2 separate regions of the Sus scrofa genome follow, and region 1 is linked to region 2. A link is a contact called in public promoter capture Hi-C data. All regions are on one chromosome and are shown on one strand. The core of a region is the stretch at or near the end of the contact, and the rest is flanking DNA. Distances in the headings are between cores, read along the strand shown.

Evidence for each region. Promoter capture Hi-C pulls out the DNA fragments that hold promoters and counts their contacts.
Region 1: a promoter capture Hi-C map of fetal liver shows a contact between it and region 2, with 2.1 times the contacts expected there. The contact joins the enhancer-like site here to the promoter of TLE3 in region 2. A contact is called at or near these places in 2 of 5 promoter capture datasets (fetal liver and liver), 6 of 47 Hi-C or Micro-C datasets (blood, mesenteric adipose tissue, omental adipose tissue and 3 more) and 2 of 2 datasets of contacts at active chromatin or transcription factors (alveolar macrophages and skeletal muscle).

The regions. Positions count from the first base shown.
Region 1 is chr1:168,183,167-168,187,452 of Sscrofa11.1, forward strand. All of the region lies in intron 2 of LOC110262000 (a long non-coding RNA gene), which reads right to left. Among named protein-coding and RNA genes, the nearest start is that of UACA, 270 kb to the right of the region's middle. Within about 2 kb of position 2,120, at least 12 of the 83 cell types and tissues checked have an H3K27ac peak or open chromatin away from gene starts, as enhancers often do. A contact at or near this core is called in fetal liver, where this site is marked.
Region 2 is chr1:167,853,809-167,858,169 of Sscrofa11.1, forward strand. TLE3 (transducin-like enhancer protein 3) reads right to left here and starts at 2,105. Exons shown (of 20, transcript XM_021100790.1): 1 at 1,025-2,105; 2 at 350-450. The coding sequence starts at 1,048.

The sequences.
Region 1 (4,286 bases), core at 870-3,369, 330 kb after region 2:
ATTTTATAGCACACTAGAAGTTTATAGCTATTACCTCTCTCACACACACTGTTGGTGGCTGCTTTGATCTAGTCGTCATTGAGACATTTGTTGGGGACTTCATCGTCAGAAACTGCATGGCACATTCCAGTTGCTAAGAACAAATTGTTAAAAGAGCAAGCATTCCTAAACGCCACGCGTTATGTGCTGGGCTTGGGATAGGGTGGGGAATCCCTTTTTTTTAGAAATTGCTTTCACCCCCAGTGAGTCAAGAATTCTACTTGGAGGCCGGGAAGGGCTGAGCTACCCACTGGCTTCAGTACTATCCCCTCTTCCTTTCTGGGTTCCCTCTCTGACCCCAGGTGAGCACCTCTGAGCCCCCTGACATTGTATGTGAACCAACATATGTCTTTTTCTGCGCACATATAAAATAGCAAAAACCAGACTCCTGCTGAACTGGCTGTGGCTGTGCTCAACCCCAAAGTCCCGGGTCCTGGTCCCGCCCTCAACCTCCTGGCCCCTCCTCCTCTTGGCCCAAGGGCTCGGTTCATGGTTGGGTTGGGAATCTGGGTGCAGCTCCCCGGCTCCCTCGTCCCCAGCTCCCCAGCTTGCATAGGGGTGCCCTAAGCAAGGCCCCTCCTTTGCTCATCTGTAGGACAGGAAAGAGATACCTACTCCACAAGGTGGATGGGACACCCCCACAGGATCCTGGCCATGACAGTGATTTGCCAACTGTAAAGTGCTGTCAGTTAGCATCATTGTTCTATCTCCACGAGGGGATCACAGACACTCATCTAATTGGACTCATTTCTCCTAAAATAGCAGAGGTCCACATGGAAGGAGGAACACTTGGGGTTCAAAAGATAAAGTTACGTGAGAAGGAACGTCTCCCCTCCTGCCCCTCCCCCACATGCTCCTGGAGGCTTCCCCTCCTTCCCCACTTAGAAAGGAGCTGAGAAGGAAGCTGAGGAGTTAATGATCTGAGGGTGAGCCCACCAGTCCTGGGCTTGGTCTCCGGGGAACAGGGGCAGAGCTACCCCGTGTAACTCCCTGTCCTTCACTCCTGTGGCTCGGAGGTGGTGGTGGTGGGGGAAACAGGTGCTCACCCGGCCCACAAGGGGCTGAGACTGGGCCTGCTTAGAACCGTGGCCCAGGTGTATAAGCCTCATAGGGCAAACCCTGGAGGAAAGAGGGGGCAAGGGATTCCTCAACCCCTAACATGCTCCTTGCCAGGCCTACTCTAAGTAGTAGAATGTCAGCCCTGATTTATCTATTTGTTCAATAAAACATGTCCTAAGCAGTTACTATAAAGCAGCTCCTATGACAGTCACTGGGAATAGAGGGGTGAGAGGAGGAAGAGAAGGAAAATATAGACTAATGGTCTCATTTTCTCTCTCACATAAATTCTCCTCTGTGTCATACTGGGTTTCTGTCTCTCCCCGACACACACACATTCTCTCCACAGACAGACACACACACACACACACACACACACACACACACACACACACATCCTCACTCCCTGCTCTCCTGAGAGGCTCCTTGGCTGAGGCTGCTTTCTGGAAGCCAGAGGGAGCTCTGTGGGAAGAATAGGTGGATTCAGCAGACAGAACATCCTGCCCCTCCCCCTGCCCCCCTTTCCTCCCCTCCCCCATCCGGCCTTCCTCTAAGCCAAGCCCCTGGGGCCTGCTCAGGGCTTATCTCCCTGATGGACTGGCCTCAGTGGTTCACTCAAGCCTTTCTCTGCTTCTCTTCAGTTTCTAAGATTTAGCAGAAGAAAAAGACAGAAAGAGAAGCATGGGGAGCCCAGCTCAGGGCTGGGGGTGCCAAGGGAAAGGGGCCCCAGGCTCAGCTCAGAGCAGAAGTCACTGATGTGCTGTGGTCGCCTTGCGGTTGAGGCTCAGAGGCTCATGCAAGCGGTTGTGGGGAGCGCGATAACCGGCAAGCCGATTCGAAGAACTTCTGAAGGTTTTGTAATAAAAGGTGACAGCACAAAGCAGGAGATAACAAGGCGCCACAGCACCATGCCAAGAAGTTGGGCAGCAGTGACGATGGAGGGCGGGCCTGAAACCTGCTCCCCTCTGGCAAAGGAAGTGCCAGTGGGGTTGCTTGGGAGCAGAGACAAGGAATCCACTTGGAAGAGCTCCCTTGTTCTCAGCTGGGGTGGAGGTGCAACCGGAGTAGAGATGAGCTCAGGCCGGCCCTTCCTGAGAAGCTGGGAGTCCACCCAAGTCTCAGGGCTTCAGGCCCCCCGGCCATATAGGTCTCCTCACATGCTTGTCATCTCAGCGTGGCCATCACCCTAACCTGGGCAGTAGCAGGACAGGGGGACAGCACAGGGATGGAGACCCCAGCAAGGGGCAAGGCCAGGTGGTTCAGACACCCTCAAAGGACAGCCAGCCATGGAGGCAGGCACGCACCAATGCTCCACGGCCACGGGACATGTCCTCATTCCTTAGCTCGGTGTTCAAGGCTGCCTCCTTCTGGACCAGACTACCTTTCCAGCACCATCTCCTCCTCCTTGCCCCACTGACATGGATATCCCCCTCGACAGTTTGCCAGACACACCACATATCCAGCTCGCAGATGCCCCAGTGCCTTTGCACAAGCTAGTTCCTTTGCCTGTAATGTTCCTCCCTCTCCTTCCTGCCTGGCTGATCCTTCAGGAACCTGGTCAAATACCCTCTCTGCTGTGAAGTCTTCCCTTGGCCCCCAGGGAGGGGCTCACCCAGGCTTCCCACCAAGTTTGCCTGGGCCCAACCACTTTGCACCCCCTCCATCAAAACCACTTCCTTTCTTGTCAGTCTCTCTTCTAGTCTGTGAGGAGAGGGACCATGTCTTCATTTACCTATCACTTCCAAAGTCTAGGTCAGAGTCTGGCATGTAGCAAACCCTCAGTGTGGATGGATGGATGGATGGATACTTGGATGGGAAGAAAGGAAGGTGAAACTTGTTGGGCAGTAATTCACAGCCCACCACCTCCAATGGAGGGTGATCCTAGGACTGGTGCTTGCTCCTGGGCTGGGGGCCTGGGGTCCTACCATCTGTAGAAGGCCCTCTGCATCACCTCTCATGTCAGAGGCCCTGCCTAGGCTCTCTCCTCCTCCACCCTCACACTTTCAACCTTGGATCCCAAGTAAGCGCTTGATCCCTGCAAAGTGGCTTGGACCCCAAAGCCTCAAGGGGGTCTTGGGAACCCAGCTTTCCCCTTAGACAGCCCCCAGAGGAGGGTAATACATCCCCTCAGCAAGCCTCAGGCTGCTCTGCACAGAGCAGGAAGACGGGAGGGTTGATGATGAGCTGCAGGTCAGCATCATTACCCACTCCCCACCCAGGCCTGGCTACGCACCACTGACTCCCACGCCCACTTAGAGTCCTCCCGCTCAGGAATGAAACCCTCAGGACCCTTCCCATGCCTTGGGGTGACCTCAGTGTCCAGACCCAAGAAGATGTTTCACCCCCAGGGGCACTGGCACCAGCCTCTCAGTACCAACCCCAGTCTTGCCCAGAGCAAATGGGCAGGGCAAGGAGGTGGGGGCAAAGGCCGACCGAACTGGCTTCAACCAAACTTTGCTGGTTTGGCTCTGTCTGGACGGTAGAGGAAGTGAGTATTTCACACCTGGTGAATTGGAGCGGCCAGGGGTGTCAAGAAGCATTTTCTACAGCTGGATCCATTGCTGTGCACCCAGGAGACACCACCCCGCCCTGAGGCTCCTCATGGGACAGGACCCGACACAGGCTAGCAAGATACTCCCAGACAGACAGATGATGGGGCTATGACTTCCTGTCTCCTCAGCCCAGACCCAGCCCAACCCGCCTGGACGGGGACCTGCAGAGAGCTCTAGAGACAAGCAATGGTTCCCAGAGAACTCTGTCCACCTTGGGGTCCTTTCTCCTGAGTCCCTTGGAGCACTCTTCACGCTCCTGGCTTGTGGGCAGCGCGGCCTGCTGTGGGTGTCTTCCCTCCTGGAAACTCCCGTTTTCCCAACCTCCATGGAGCATCAAAGCCAGGCTGCCACGCCTCTGTGGAGGAGCCGCCGTGGTGGCCTAGGGTCTGAAGGCCTGTCTGCTTTGCCTTCGGAGGCTCGTGCAGCCAGCCCTCTGCTTGGCTCACTGCTAATTGCTCTAGACAAAAACAGGACTTTCCTATTCCTCTCACCCCGTGAAAATGAAATGCTTGCTCCTCAGAACAGCAGATGAAAGGGGAAACCCCAGCTGAAGACACTTACAGGGACTCTCAGCTCTGGGAAGAAAGGGCCCAGCACGGGGACCACAGCAAACTTCACCTGAGTCCTGACCCCTTGTGT
Region 2 (4,361 bases), core at 855-3,354:
GCCCAAGGAGTGAACCTATCTGGGCTGCGGAGGCGGGGGGTGGGGGTGGAGGGGTGGGATCCTGATTCAGGCTCAAGACCGCCCCCCGCCCCAGAACCCGGAGCGAGTCGGCTCGCCACCCGGATCCTCACCCCGGGGACTGTGCGTGCGGCGCGGGGATCCGAGAGGCTGCCCGCACCAAGGGGTTAAGGCGCCGCGCTCCGAAAGGGGAAACAAAAGGCGGAGGCCCAGGCTGCCCCGCCGCCCCGGGGTCTGGAGCCCGATCTGTCCCCGAGAGGAGAGGGTGACAGGAGCTTCGGCGGGGACTCCCCCGCCCCGCCAGCCCTGGGGCAGCCCCCACCGACCTTACCTGTGGTATTGAGCTTGCAGGAACTGGAATTCGTCTTTGATCCTGTCACAAGACTCAGCCACTGTGAATTTAAATCCCGGCTGCCCAGGTTGATGGGGAGCCTGGAGCCGGCGAGGACAAGACAGGGGAGGGGCGGGGGCGTCAGACGGGGCACCAAGCTGTCCAGGCCCCTCGGTGGTTTCCTCTGGTCTCCCCCCGCCCCCACCCAACCGGAGAGGCCACCCTCACGGCCCAGAACCTTCCCAGCAAGTTTCTCAGCTCTCCGAAGGGGCGTGGGGGGGAGATCTCTCCCTATTGGCCGCGGGGCTCCCATTCCTTTTTAGAAGGGGCACCCCTTCCCAAGTAAGACCCAGGTGGGGGAGACAGGCTGAGTGAGTTGGAAGACTTAGGCGAGGGGGCGGAGGACAGCGTGAAAACAAACAGTTCCCCGGGAACACTGGCAGCCCCCCCCAACCCCCCCGCCAATCGAGCGGAATTAACCTCCTCTCGCAACGGCGCCCCCCCATCCCATCCCCTTTGTGCGAGCGCGCGCGCGCGCACACACATACGCACAGACACACACACACCCCACACACACCATAAAGGTAGCAACAAGCAAAATGGAGGTGCCAGATAAACTGCCTCGTTTACCCTGCCATGATAGATGCTTAAATAAACCAAGTTGCAATTACTCACCGGATGTCTGCCTTGCGGATACATGGCAGGGAGGGGTCGTGATTCTGAGAGCGTAGAAACGCGGAGAGCTCGGGTCGGGGAGGTGCGGGGGAGGGGGGAGCCAAGACCGAGCGGGGGGCGGCCGGGAAACCGAGAGCTCGCCCCCGGCCCCCCCAGCCCGCTCTCGCAGCGAAATCCCAGAGTCAGGCGCCCGCCCCAAGCGGAGACAAAGAGCCGAGAAGCAGGCGGCAAAGTCGTCGGCGGGCACCGAGGCCGGGCGGTGGGCTTGGGCTTTGTGCACCTAGGGTTCGGCTGACTGAAGCCGGCCGCCTTCCCCCCACTGCCTGGAGCGCGTCAGAGCCGGAGACTGCGCGGACATCGTCGTCACCCCGGAGGGTCCGGCGCGGGGTCCCGAGGTCCGGGGCCCCTCCTGGGGCAAGCGCGGGCGCCCTCCGGATCACTCAGCGCGTCGCGCCGGGAGGGGGACGCGCCGGGGCAGTCCGAGCATCCAGGGCGTTCAGGTCCGATCCCAGGGGCAGCTCTCCGCGAGAAGAGGAAGAAGGCAAGCACCGAGGTGGCGGCTTGGGCCGCAGGAGCGCCGGAGGGTGAGGGCGGGAGCCCGGCGCGGGCGCTTCGACGCCCCCCCTTGGAGAGGAGAGCCTGCTGTTCAGTCTGCTTCTGTCGCCGCCGCCGCTGCGAGCCCTTCCCAGGGCCGAGGAGGAAACTCCGCGCTCAGGAGGTGGGAATCAACCGCCCTGGCATCCTAACTCCAGCAGGCACAGGAAACCGCCGCAAAAGGGTCCTCGCTGCTCCCAGCTCGAGGGCCGGGTCCCCAGCGAGGAGCGCTTGGCGCCGCCGCCGCCGCCGCCGCCTCCGAGCGCGCAAGCAGGAGAGCGCTGGAGGGGAGACGCAGCCCGAGACCGGGGACCTCTGCGGCTTCCTTCCTTCCCCTCGGCCCGGCTCTCCTCTCCGCTCCCCGACAATCCCCCCAGACGCGCGCGCGCGCGCGCGCGCACACACACACACACACACACCAAAAAAAAGTGCCCCGGACCTGCGGATACCACACACAGACAAGCGAGGGGGACGAGCACGAGGTCTGAACTGCCGCGAGAGCAGTTCCAAATAGGGACTGAAAAGTAACAAAATAATGTGGCAGCTTCGCCAGCCGCTAACCAATGGGAGCGCGGGGTCCCCACGTGGGGCTGTCGGACTCGGCCTGCGACTGGGCGCCGCCGGGCGCGACGTCACAATGCCCTCTTGTGTCTAAAACTATGCATGAAAAGTAGCAATCAGGCCCTACCCGCTGGTGACTTTCGCAGGGGAGTGAAAAACAGCGCTCCTCAGATCAGGAATTAACCGAAAGACATATAATAAATAGATATATATTATAGTACTGGGCTGCTAAGGATTTCCCCCCCCCCCGCTCTTTTTTCCCACGATCTACTAGCAAATAATTATTTGGCGGGAGGGGAAAGAGAGAAGACAGAAGAATAACAACAAAAGAAAAAAAAGACAAACTGTACAGTCCTCAAAACCTGTGGCTGGTAGTAATGTATCAGTTTATTCTGCAGAGGCGGCGAAGGATTCCTCCCTCTAATCTCATTAGGTCTGCAAAGCAGCCCAATTAGATACTATAAAACAAACAGAATCACTTTGTCACTTTAATGTTTTCACTTCACAAGATTTAGGACCGATAAAATGGTGGCTCCCGAAGTTGCCTGCCACCTTAAAAAAATTTTGCTCGGAACTGAGGGTGTCCCTTTCTTTTCCCCTTCTCCTGCCCTCCTACTCCCCCCACCCCAGGCCCCCAGCTTTTCTTCTTTGTTCATTCGTCCTTTTCAGAAAGCCAAATAAACAGCGTCTTTGATGTGCGGCGGCTGCCCGCGGGGAGAAGCCTAAGGAACTCTCCTTTGGCGGGCAGAGCAGATGGAAAGGCCCGACTGCCCGCGGACACTCGGGTCCTCCCGCGCTATCCCCACTCGGGGCTCCTTCCTGGTGGAGACGGCTACGCCCTCGCCGCAGCTGTTCATTGAGCGTCGGGGCCGGGGAAGCGGAATCGGGAATGCCGTGGCTGCTGGCCCCACCGCGGCCCGGGAGCTCCGAGTTCCGTCCCGGATTTCTCAGCTTGCTCCCGGCAGGGTCTTCGCGTCGGCGGAAGCCTGTGGAGGGGCGCGCGTGCAAGCCCGTAGGTGTCTCGGCCGCCAGCCTTGACGCCCTGGGAGGTGCAGACTCTCATCCGCCCCCGTGCGCTCCTCTTCCCACCCCCGCCGCCGCGCCTCCGGGACTCCCCGCGCGGTTGCACACTCGACTCTGGGTCCAGTTTGCCCGCAAACAGATAGCCTCGATCGCCTGCACTCGGGGTTACATCAGGGCAGACGGGCCGTGGGGACATGGGCCTCAAGCGGCTGGAAGGCTGGAGTGGCCGCGCCCCAGATCCCACGGGCACCGCCGAGTGGACGGGCCCAGGTGGGCCCTAGGTACCCCCCTTCCCAAGTATCTCCGCGGACCTGCACGAACCCCGGGGCCCGCGGTTGGCCCCGGATCTATATTTTCCCCTCATTAGGAGCTGGAGTTCGCTTTTGCATCTTAATGAGGAGCTGAGAACAAGCGGGCGCTCGGAGGCCGGTGCGTTGGGAGTTACACGTGAGCGCCCGCCTTGGAGTTGAACCTCCCTGCGCCCGCTCCGGCCGCCAGCCCCGAACCGCACTCCTCTCTTCATTTATTTATTTTCCTAAATAAAAACATAAATCGTGTGAGGCACGCACCGAAGAGGGGGGTGGGGAGAAGCCCGGCTCGACAGATGCGAGCATCTGGCCGCAGCATTCATTAGACACAAAATGGCTCCTCTTTGGAGCTTCCTTTTCCCCTCCCCCTTCTCTGCCCTCCCCCTTACGTCACCGGTGGGCGCACCCTCTTCCTACCCGCCCCGCCCCTTTCTCGCTCCTGCCCCCACGTGGGTGCCGCCAACCCCGCCCCCGAGCAAGGACAGGAAGGCCAATCACAGACAGCTAATGGGACTCTCTGTTACTGATTGGTTCAACTGCAAGGCGCTGTCAGTCCGCGACCGCGGCTGTCAGTCAAAACCACGCGGGGTGGGGGAGCGCTGACAAATGCCGAGGCTTCTGAGCCTCCCGCTTGCAAATAGTGCTTGGAATGGCTGCTTAATTAGCTTTGAATGGCTTTTCCTTCCAGCTCAAACAATCTGTCACTACCATGTGGTATAAAGGAGCCATGCATAAAAAAGTAAGCAGAGGCTAAATATCAATTTGATTTTGTGTATCAAAGGAATATTTTATTTTTCTCCCTAGTAATGAAACGTATCAATTTAAATAATAAAAGGTAAAACACACACACA